Regions from separate parts of the Mus musculus genome. Here all the other regions are linked to region 1. The links are chromatin contacts, called in public HiChIP or PLAC-seq maps. All regions are on one chromosome and are shown on one strand. Each heading gives the region's core, a stretch centred on a gene start, on an enhancer-like site or on the middle of the called end of the contact. The rest is flanking DNA. Distances are from core to core; before and after follow the strand shown.

What was found. HiChIP or PLAC-seq counts read pairs in DNA pulled down with a chosen protein or histone mark.
Region 2: an H3K27ac HiChIP or PLAC-seq map of embryonic stem cells shows a contact between it and region 1, with 14 read pairs. The contact joins two enhancer-like sites. A contact is called at or near these places in 2 of 484 Hi-C or Micro-C datasets (both in embryonic stem cells), 4 of 115 datasets of contacts at active chromatin or transcription factors (all in embryonic stem cells) and 3 of 9 other capture datasets (adipose tissue, liver and pancreatic islet).
Region 3: a contact with region 1 is called in an H3K27ac HiChIP or PLAC-seq map of embryonic stem cells, with 5 read pairs. The contact joins two enhancer-like sites. A contact is called at or near these places in 1 of 115 datasets of contacts at active chromatin or transcription factors (embryonic stem cells) and 3 of 9 other capture datasets (adipose tissue, liver and pancreatic islet).

Annotation. Positions count from the first base shown.
Region 1 is chr9:31,055,737-31,059,651 of GRCm38.p6, forward strand. All of the region lies in intron 2 of Zbtb44 (zinc finger and BTB domain containing 44), which reads left to right. Among named protein-coding and RNA genes, the nearest start is that of Gm17508, 25 kb to the right of the region's middle. Within about 2 kb of position 1,830, at least 12 of the 459 cell types and tissues checked have an H3K27ac peak or open chromatin away from gene starts, as enhancers often do. A contact at or near this core is called in embryonic stem cells, where this site is marked.
Region 2 is chr9:30,975,142-30,979,180 of GRCm38.p6, forward strand. No RefSeq gene overlaps it. Among named protein-coding and RNA genes, the nearest start is that of Gm29724, 27 kb to the right of the region's middle. Within about 2 kb of position 1,725, at least 34 of the 459 cell types and tissues checked have an H3K27ac peak or open chromatin away from gene starts, as enhancers often do. A contact at or near this core is called in embryonic stem cells, where this site is marked.
Region 3 is chr9:31,147,047-31,150,649 of GRCm38.p6, forward strand. Aplp2 (amyloid beta (A4) precursor-like protein 2) reads right to left here. Exons shown (of 18, transcript NM_001357698.1): 18 at 2,511-3,603. Among named protein-coding and RNA genes, the nearest start is that of St14, 17 kb to the left of the region's middle. Within about 2 kb of position 1,300, at least 40 of the 459 cell types and tissues checked have an H3K27ac peak or open chromatin away from gene starts, as enhancers often do. A contact at or near this core is called in embryonic stem cells, where this site is marked.

The DNA.
Region 1 (3,915 bases), core at 580-3,079:
TTAAACTAATGGTGTAGTCTGTAATCCTAGCACTAGCCAGGAGAATAGTAACACACACTACCATTCTCAGCTACATAGTCAAGGTCTGAGCTACGTTAGACCCTGTGTGTGGGGTGGGGGATCCACTTGTTGTTTTGTTCTTTTTTAAGTGAGTAAGGTCATTTGCTAACATCTGAGAACCTAAGTTTGAGCCCTGGAACCTCTCTGATTAAAAAAAGGCTTTTTCTTATACAAATCTTGAGGCAAATCTTGCAGGCTTTTTCTCCCTCTTTCTCAAAATTAACATATAAATGTTCATGGGCAAATTTACTCGGTCATCTTTTTCAGAGGAACAAAATAACTACTTTGAAAAAAACTACTTTGTAAAATATTTCCAAAGCTGCTTTTTCTTATTGAAAGCAGCTCCTTCCCTGTTTGTGACAGAGTTTAGGCAGCGTGCAGGTCTTTATATCAGCTTGTAAGAGCTGCTCATAAGACTCTAAGTTAAATCCCCAATTGTAACTGGCTATCTTACTTTAATAAAAGTCTTTGGAAAGACTACAGAACAGTTTTACCAAAGAACAATTTGTATCTGATTAAATAGCCAAAATACTCCTAAAAGACCTTATTTACAGGAAACAAAACCCAACAGCAAAGGGCAGTCATTGAAGTGCTTGGCTCACATTTTTTTACCTTCCAGGCAAGGGCAGGTTGTATCCCAAAAGGGATCTGCAATCTTCAGTATCTCAAAGATCCAGTGCATGGCAACTAGAGAATCTGTCAGAGTCCTGTCACACAGACCAGCTGGAGTGAGCCGTTCACTTCACTGCTCCTGTGCACCAACGGAGATCACACCACAGTGCTTTTTAGAGTTTTGGTTTTTGGTAAGATGATACTTTTAGGAGTTAGCAGAGGATTTAAGCCTGAGGTAGGTAATTTTAGGGAGTGTTCCAGGAAGCAGAGTTTGCTTAGTACCATGGATACCAGAAAACAGGCATAATTTTATGACGGAACTCAATAAATATCTTCTAAAAGTGCAGATTAAAACGAGTCTACAATGTCCATAACTTACTGGCTAAGAAAGGAGAAGGCTGTGGATATCTTTGTGACTCTAGTCATCTTGTTCTGTCTGCAAGGTAGAATTTTCCACCCTGTTCTTGCATTGTAGCTGTGATGTTGATACCTTGTGAAGGTATGTCTAACAGAATACTGTGGGCTAGCTAAGGGTTCTAGGCCTGCTCCTGAGAGGGTCTGAGCTGGTCCTGAGCTTTAAGGCTGCTTGTTTTTCTTTCCCTCCCCTTTTTCCTTTGCTCATTTTGACACTAGGCATGCAAAAGTTTTCTACCACTAGATCTTCAGCCCTCTTGGGCTTAACACACTGTACTAAAGACAGTGTCAGAATTTATCAAATAACGATAGTGTCACGAGATACAGCAGCTTCATTGGCAGCAATTTACCAAATGGCCTCACCTACACTGGTAACTGATAAGGTAAATACATGTTCTTTTATTCCAGTTTTAATCATTAATATCTCCACTCATATCACTCAGCACACAGTAAATGTATGTTTGTGTGTGTGTGATTTACAGAGTGATTATAGTAGGTTACAACAGAGTTGAAGAGATTTCAGAAGTAGACTGTTAGAGTCTGTACTAGTAAAGTAAGAACCCAAGCAGCCATGGGGAAGAACCCACTTCCACAGTCTAGAGACTTGAAGGCAGAAACACAGAGTTGAGTCCACTGCAGGGTGAAAAGGCAAAGCTACAACAGGTAGGTTTAAATGGGGCCAGGTGGATGGGCAGTCAAATGGGCTATCAACTGTGGGGAGAACCAAGCCAGGCGGAAGCCCTAGGGCAGTCAGAGGGAGGAGGTGCCTACCCTGGCCTTGATACACAGATCTGTATACACATCCAGGCCTGCCCTTATCATACCTGGTTTTGTCTTTGTTTTGCAAATTTCTGCCTATAAACACTAATACCATCTTCACTAGTGATCAGGGGCTTTTCCAGTTGTTACCAAGACAAATGGAACTGTTACTATTTAGTCCTTCCTGCCTTCCTCCCTCCCTTCTTCCCTTCCTTCGGGTTCTTATGTTTGTTTGGTTTTGGTTTGTTTTGGTTTTTCTTGTTGTTGTTGTCATTGTTGGTTTGGGGGTGAGAAAGTTTGGGTTTTGAGACAGGGTCTCTGCGTGGCCCTGGCTATCCTGGAACTCACTCTGTAGACCAGGCTGGCCTCGAACTCATTCATACAGATCTGCTGGCCATTAAGGCCATGGCTGAACCGTAAGGTTGCCAAGAGTACTACAGTTCTTAGTTCCCAACTGTCTAATGACGGCAAGGAATATAACCAGTGAGAAGTGCTGATGTCTAGAACTCAGAAGCCTTAGATTCTGCTCGGGTGCCTGCTTGAGCATCACAGTCCTGTTTCTCCCTTACTTTATGATCCCTGACCTTACCTGTCTGTGTTGTAGTATCTATACATTTTATGTATATGAGTATTCCATTGCTCTCTTGAGACACACTAGAAGAAGGCATCAGATCCCATGGTTGTGAGCCACCATGTAGTTGCTGAGAATTGAACTCAGGACCTCTGGAAGAGCCGTAGGTGCTCTGAGCCATCTCTCCAGCCCTCATTTTTAATTCTCAAAAGCAATCTTCCAAATAACCTACTGTTGATCATGAAAGAATACCTGGACATAAGAACCTGCTGTACAATAACCATGAAAGCCTGGTGTCTGCCATGACAAACCTCCCTTGCTGTGTTCATACCATACTTCCATTGTGCTTATAGAAATGGTACATTGGGCTGTGGTTATTCTGAAAAGGTTTAGAATCCTAAATGGGAAACAGGGAAAGTTGAAGCAGCTCCATTTGAAGGTTTTACCATTATTTGATTTTTGTTCCTTGTAAGAAGCACCAGGCAGACAGTGTGCCTGGTGGTTCTGTTCTGGGAGAGGTTATTTCTGAAGCTTTCTCCAGAAGCCTTTCTAGCTCTCCACAAGTTCTCCGGGCTCCTTTCTGCTCCTCCTTTTTTCCTTTCTCAGGAGAGATTAAGTGAGGTCTTCTATTGCAAATCGAAACTTGCTGTTGAGAGTTTAAAATGAGCAGATTTTCAGCTGGGCATGGCAGCAACATGCCTGTACTCCCAGCACTGAAGAGGTGGGGGCAGGAAGCTCAGATGTTAAAGGCCAGCCTTTACTACATAAGGAACTCAAGGCCAGCAGGAGCCAGATGAGATCCCTATCTCAAACAAATCCACACTGACAGGGCCTTATAATAATATAGTAAATCACAACTAGCAATAGACTCTGTAGGTGGTGTGCGAGTGTTGAGGACTTGCCAAACACAGAGAAAAGGGTATATATAGAAACCAGATTTCTGTACAAGCAAGTTTTTCAGTCTTAGATTTCTCATCTCAAGACTAGAACACTAGAACTAAACCTGCTACTTGTCCTTGAAACTCGAGGAGACTATATAACAGTCCTTTGGCAGTGGGCAGACAAAAAGCAAGGAGGGAACTGGGGAGATAGTTCAGTGAGTAAAGCATTTGCCAGAGTTTAGATCCCCCCAGCACCCACATAAAACCAGCATAGAGGCATATATGTAATTGCTTAGAAGACAGGACACTCTCCCCCACAGACCTCCAGAGCAAGCTGGCTAACTACACTAGTTGAATTGGTGAGTTTTGGTTTCAAGTGAGACCTTGCTGAGTTCATTATATAATAGAGTACATTCAAGGAGGAATGCGGTGTCTACCTTTGGTATTTACATGTATAGCCAAGAAAAAGGTGGTGGTGGGGGGGGGACACTTCCTGATTGCACATAAAATCATCTTGGTTATACAGCATGTGGACAAACCAGTCAGTTACAAGTCACATTCAAGAACCTAGCAGAAGCAAGCATAAACCTTTGGAAGAGATCATATTTACTTCAGCCC
Region 2 (4,039 bases), core at 475-2,974, 81 kb before region 1:
AGAGGCATTTTCAACCCTCCTCTCAGATAAATGTCAAGGTGACATAAAACTAGCTAGCCAGCACAGTTATCTAATACCAAGTGGTAAATTCCAAGTGGTCAGCCTCGAAATCATACACATTCAAATAATTATATAGACTGAGAACATTGTATTCATGCATTTAAGAACAAATACACATATGTATATGTAACAACAATAAAAGAAATAGAGTCTATGAATTCGAGAAAGAACAAGTGGGTACATGGGAAGGGTCAGGAGTGGAAATGAAGGGGGAAATTTTTTATTATATTTTAATTTCAAAAGTAAGAGAGTTTTTAAAAATACAATAAAGCAGTGTGCTAGTAGTAGTAAATAAATATATATGTGTGTATGTATATATGTGTATATATATATATACATATATATATATATATATATATACATATATATATATATACATATATCCTTTGTACATGTATGTTGGGAAGGAAAACAGACTTATTTAAATATGGGCAGCCTCTGAAGAGAAAAACTAGAAAGATGGGAGATGTGGTTTGAATAAAAATGGCCCCCATAGGCCCATAGGGAGTGGCACTCTTAGAAGGTGTAGCCTTGTTGGACTAGGTATGGCTTTGTTGGAGGAGGTGGGCTTTGATGTCTCAGAACTCAAGCCTGGCCAGTGTTATGTTCACTTCCTGCCAATGCAGATATAGAACGCCCAACTCCTTCTCCAGAACTGTGTCTGCCTGTGTGTGGCCATGCTTCCCACCATGACAGCAATGGACTAAACCTCTGAACTGTAAGCCAACTCCAGTGAAATGCTTTCCTTTATAAGAGTTGCTGTAGTCACGGTGTCTCTTCACATCAATGAAACCCTAACTAAGACAGAAGATAAAAGCAGGGAAAATGTCTCACACCTGTCATTTTGCACCTTTTGGATAATAAACTATGTTACTGTAAACCTGCATTGAATGCATGTAATTATGTGTGCTTGCAACTGAGTGAGTGAGAGAGAGAGAGAGAGTTAGTTAGTTAGTTAGTTAGTTAGTTTATGGGACTATAATGTGAGGCAATAAAATAAGCGCCAGACAGCAAGGTACAGGATCTGAGCAACAAAACACATGCTGACTGTCTTGCAGAAACAGGAGAATGGTGACGGTGCCTGGCAGCAGCGGCCCCTTCCCAGTCTGTCAGGAAGAGAAGGAACTGCCATTTCTCCCTGCCAGTAGCAAGGTGAAGAACCAGGAGACAGACTCCAGGGGAAGAATAGACCTGGAGCACACATGGGAAATGGTGGACTGGAAGGTGGCGGTGGCGGAGGGGGGCGGGGGAAGCAGCCAGGAGAAGCAGCAGGATAGAGCTGAAGACTCACAAAGAGGGTAAGAGTGGTCAGAGCTTCATGAGGGCCAGAAAACAAGAAGGTAGCACTGAGCAGGACCCAGACATTTTATACAGCGCCCACTAGTGGTCCAGATCACACAGGCGATAGAACCTTTGGCCTTCCATAACTCGCAAGGATGTGGATAAGGTACTACAATGACAACCCTTCCCCAGAGCCTGATTCCATGGGGTTCTGTGGAAAGCCCTTGCTTTCCTGTCCACGGCACTCCCTCCCCCACACTGAGAAAACTCCCTTGCTTTGGCTGGCCAGGGCTCTGGTTTACATCTGGCTTTGTTCAGCAGCAGCCTCCACTTAGCCAATTTATGCTGCACAGCCCAAGTGCCAAGAAACTACACAAGAAGACAAGGCCTGGACAGGATCAGAAAGTGCCAGAAATGTTGCCACCAAGCCTCATCCACGGAGGCTGCCAGGAGAGCTTTGCAAATGGAATCAGTCTGAACGTGCTTGATGAAAACCATCTGAACGAAAGCAGCCAGGACAAACAGGAATCGTGGAGTTTCCCACCGCCCTGGGGGCCGCTCTGGCTTCCCCGGTTTCTGCTTCTATGCATCGACCTTTCCACCCCGAGGAAGACAGGTTCCTTGCTGGAAGCCTGTCCAGATCATGGTGATGAGCCCTGAGCTCACAAACCCTGCTTTCCCTCCACTTCCTCCCACATGCCTGTGCCAGTCTTCCCACTGCTATTGGGCCTTATTGCTGTGTTTAATACTGTTTGATGGAAGTAAGCATTTGGTCATAATGTGGTCCCTTCTTTCCCCTAGAATTTGAAAAGGTCAAGAGACTTCTAACCAGACATGTCCTCACTGCCCACAATGAAAGACCAAGATCCCTCTTCAACGTGGTCATAAAACTTGGGACACTTTTCTCACTATTTTCTCATAGAAGCATACCTGATGGCAAACAGATAATGTCATAGCAAAGGACACTGATTATGAGCCTCCAGTTGATGGAGAGAGATGGGGTAGAGGAGAATTAGATAGGAAAATTTGGACACCTACAGTCTAGCAAATTCCAAGGACTTAGAGCCAGATTGGATGTTGGATTGGTATGGACTTCAGAGAGGAAATTCAGAATCTCCCCCAAGAGACTCTACCTTCAGAGAAATATTGTTTCATCTGTATCCAATTTCTTCTCCCTGCCTATATTTTTACTACATAGGCTCTCTGTTTTCATTCTCAGGGCAGTTGGCCTTCTGTACCCAGAAGAGAATGGGCATTAGAACCACCGACAGGAGCCTTATCCTCCAGGAGCTCTACAGTCAGCTGGGTGTCATGAGCAAATGCCAGTGACAGTTGTGGCATCCACAGAGCTCTGGTCCAGACCCAGGGCAGTGACTGATGGCTCTGAGATTTGATAATTAGGAGCTGCCAAATGGCCCATCCAGAAACATTTAAACGGTTGGTCAAGGCCTTGCCCTGCTTCTTGGTTTCTTTGAAGGAAAACTTGGCTGTGTGTTACACTGAGCATAAACATTGTGCTGACCTTGATCCAGGAATTTAAACAGAGTCATTTAATGTAAACGCTGACAAATATCTTCTTGCTGAAGTGCTCTGTTTTCTGGATGGGTTCTCTATAAAAGTACTTTGATTTTTTTTTTTAATTGAACTAATAGTTATTGTGGTGGTTTGAATATGCTTGACCCAGGGAGTGGCACTATTAGGAGTTGTGGCCATGGAGTAGGTGTAGCTTTGTTGGATTGAGTGTGTCACTGTGAGTATGGACTTTAAGACCCTTCTCCTAGCTATCTGGAAGCCAGTCTTCTTTATTACTTTAGAACAAGATGTAGAACTCTCAACTCCTCCTGCTCCATACCTGCCTCGATGCTGCCATGCTCCCACCTTGATGATAAGGGACTGAACCTCTGAACCTGTAAGCCAGCCCCAACTAAATGTTGTTATTTAATAAGACTTGCCTTGGTCATAGTGTCTGTTCCCAGCAGTAAAACCCTCATTAAGACAGCCATCTTGGTGGCTAGAGATATGGCTCAGCGGTTAAGAGCACTGACTGCTCTTCCAGAGGTCATGAGTTCAATTCCCAGAAACCACAAGGTGGCTCACAACCATCTGTAATGGGCATTCGATGTCCTCTTCTGCTGTGTCTGAAGACAGTGACAGTGTACCCACATATATGAAATAAATATGGCCAGAGTGAGTGGGGCTGGGGAAAAAAAAAAGACAACCATCCTTAGAGAATGCGATGTTGTGTTTGGTACTTTATACACTGTGTAAGGACAGCTTAGGTTATTTAATTCACCCATCATTTCAACCATTTGTCACTTTTCTCTGACAAATGAGAACATTTAAAATCCTCTCTTATAGCTATATCGTGGTATTGTGTTTGTTTGTTTGTTTGTTATATATTTTTATTATTATATTTTAAATTAAGCATAAATATATGCACATGAATACAGGTATCCACAGAAGCTCTGGCCTGGAGCTAGAGTTACAGGAGGATGTGAGCCACCTAATACAGTTGCTGGGAATTGAACCTGGTCCTGGGAATTGATCAGTATATGCTCTTTACCACTAAGCCATCTTTCCAGCCCCTTTTAACTATTTTGGGCTACATAACATAGTATTGTTGACTACAGTTACTCTTCTGTGTAATCCAACACCAAAACTTATTCTTTGTATCTGTCTGTAACAGGTACCTTTAAGC
Region 3 (3,603 bases), core at 50-2,549, 91 kb after region 1:
TCACACAAGGGCCGAAGGCTGGGCAAAGCGCATCCCCTTGTAATTCCAGCCCTGGGAGGTAAAGGGTTCCTGAGCTGATCTGCCTAGCCAAAGGGGGGAGCCAGGTTTAGTGAGGGACTAAGTGGACTGGGCTGGAGCAGTTATTTAGAGTACTTGCTTCCAAGAGATTGGGATTCAGTTCCTAACTGAATGATGGACAGCACACAAACTCTGTAACTCCAGCCCCTGGGTGTCTGATGTCCTCTGCAGACATATACAAATACAGCATACACACACACACACAAATTGTTTTTAAGGTGGAGAAAAAACTGAGGAAGACATTTAACATCAATTACGAGTTTCCATGTGTATGTGCACACACCCATCCATCCACATCCATAAACATACACACAAATACACACACATCCTGATACAGGGTCTCCTACGTAGTCCAAGTTGGTTCTGAACTATAAAAACCAGGCTGGCCTTCAGTAGTTGTCGTGCCCCAGCCTCCCCAGGACTGGCACTCCTGTAGGAGTGCACCGCTGTCACCCAATATTTGACTTTCAAATTGTTACCCAGATCTGGATATTCTTGGCCAGAAATCTAGAGACTTCCCAAGTCCTCTCTAATCTATTTCAAAGATTTTGGGGAAATGTAATTTACGCCTAATCTCTGGGCTGCTCGACAGAAGAACTGACTAATGACGTCTGTGACCAAGACCACAAAGGACAGAAAGACATGCCTATTTCATAGGCAAAGTGGCAAGAGACATCGGCCTCTTCATTTTATAAATAAAGGGAAATATTCCTTTTTGTCAGAACCAGACTCCGGCTGTGTCATGAGGTGGTGCAGGTGATGCGGGGGTCATGTTTCAGCTACAATCAAGATGCCCCTTTACTTCATTTTGCTCTGCCCTTGTCCTTGTCCTCTCCTAAGAATCTGACAGTATGTTTCTATGGATATGCCCCCTGGATCCTCTGGAATCTCAGAGACTTACTGCACTCTAACCCATGTCTTCAAAAATAAGAGTATCGATTGTCAAAGCAACGGAAACCACAGCAGGTCATCTACATAGCTGGGTCAGGCACAGATCTCAGCCACTGGGCTCGGATTTGCAACTGAGAGCGAACAGGCAGATAGGCCCTTCACTCTCAATAGCAGCCAGCACCTGAGGTTTACTGCAAGGTGGGCAGGGCCACATTCCCCAGAGGTCACAGCTTAGTCATCCAAGCAGAAACCAGGAGATGAGTAAGTTTCTTTCTGTGCCCATGAGGGAGCCGTCCTGCTTGGGTGAGGTCAAAGGGCAGTTCCCGCTTTACATTTCTGTGGGTGTTTCCTTACAAAATGTAATCACTATATGGCTACCATAAACACAACTACCTCTACAGTTTAAGGCGAAGTCAATTAAATGAGTCAACGCCTTGCTGAGTGCAAAGCAAACCCGTACAGGGAGAGACACACACAGGCCTGGCTGCAGGAATTCTTGTGTTCTGACCCAACCTCTACTGTAGCTAATCCACTGTGGGTCATGCACGGTCCTCTCACAAGCTCTCAACACCCAGAACACCACTGTCAACAGAGTGCTGGTGACAAGTTCTGAGAGCTGACCAGTTGGATAGACTTGGACTGGGGTTGGCTTGCAAAGATAGCCAAGCCACACAATACTTGAGAATCCGTGAACAGACAATAGACAAATAAACAAAGCTGTATTTTGAATTAGATAATGAATGGCAAAGTCATTTCCCAGGCCGCAATAGAGGGTCCAGTGGTACCTCTTTAAAGCCACTTCAAATATAAAGGTCTCTCTCTCTTTGTGACTCTCTTGGGCAGTAACCTGAGGGGACATCATAGAAGCAGCTGGGCAGTGTTGAATGTTAACAGAGAATCAGACTGCTGGCAGCATGTCCCCACCCTATGCTTACTGGCTTAGAAACTCATACGGTATGACCCCAGTAACTGCATGTTTCATAACATGTATCAACTCTTGTAGCATAGTATTTAAGACTGAGTGATAACAGTGCTCAGGCCCAAAGCCCTGGAAGCAGCTAAAAGCCCAAGTCGCTGAGCACAGGGACTTCTAGTGGCAAGTCACTTAAGCTCAGACGCCGCAGCGGCTATGGACAGCTTCCTGAAAATTCAGCCATAAGCTCTATTGACATTATTCTTAACAGTGGGAAGAAGTCTTGACTTAAATTTTGCAAAATGCCACAGGCAGGCTTTCCTTCATCTTTCTTTGCGCGTAAAATAGGGTCTTGCTACCCGCTCAATAGTGGCCGTCACCTCATCAGTCCTCCGTGTGAGCAACCCCTCCCCCACAGTGCTGAGATTATCCCACAACAGCCAGCAAGCCAGTCACTTTCTCCTTCTTTTTGGAATGAAAACGGAGCTCTTGATTCAACTTACTATGGCCACTGTAATACAGGCTAGTAACTCTTCACTGAAGGAAGATAGACACCCTTCATCCCCAAAAGCAGGCCTAGAACGCTCCATCAGCATAGATCGAAGCCATGGTCAGGAACACAAGGTGCTCAGGGGACGTTAAAGTGTTTATTGATGTAGTTAAGTTCTGTACATTCTCCACAGATCACACTAACAGGTTTGTAGGTGAAGTTTCAATCTGTGCATAGTGGGACGAGGCACGGCTAGGGCCAAGGGGGGAAGGAAGGGCAGGTGAGTCACAGAAAAGTACAAAAACCAAACCAAAACAAATAAACAAACAAACAAAAACAGGTTACCAGAACCTTCAGATTAAAACAAAACAAGCAACAAAGCGCTAAAGGCTGTGAGCGTGAACTCCAGCTACACAGCATTTTACAGGTTCATATGAAGGAAACAAACACTTTCAAACGTTTCCACAGTGTCTACAGATCCAATTTCATGCACAACCCAGAACATTGTCCTTTCATATGATGAAGCCTCCCGTGAACTCTCCTGGGTCCTCAGCCATGTTTATTATGGTATTCTCTGAGTGGCCATCAGAGGGGCTGGAGAGCGGTGGAGGTGAGTGAGGTACAAAGGCAGGCAGAGGGTCAGTGCATGGAGGGAGCCATCCAATGAGGAGGTGGGTGCACGCTTGGATACACTTGGTAAGGGAAGTGGATAGGAAAAGGCTACCGTAAACAACTGTGGAAGAACACAGACTGACTATGGGCTAGTTGCTGTGGAAGAACTGGATTTGAAAGGAAAGCACAGTGAATCTATGTTTGCATCTGGCTAGTTCAAGGTGCCTTAGCCCTGCTTGGGGACGGCTGGTACAGAAGCACCCAAACACCCAGCACTGGACACACGAGGCTTCTGCGGAGACTATGCCTAAAGCAGTCAGTAACTGCATACAATGTACTTCAGCTCCTCTTACATTTCTCAGCAACCTGAAAAGGGAAATACTGCCTTTATACATTGAAAACAAATAATAGTAAAACCAGCACAGCAAATGAGCCTGAAGAACTGACTTACATAACGGGAACAGCCTGTGTATATAGTCTATCATCAAAAAAATCAACATTTCCCATTTATATAGAGCATGTGTGAGACAATACAATAGAAGTGGCATTTCTAATTTAAAAAAAGAAAACTACATCCATCAGATATCTGCAATAGATCTTTTTCTTTCATTTCACTTAA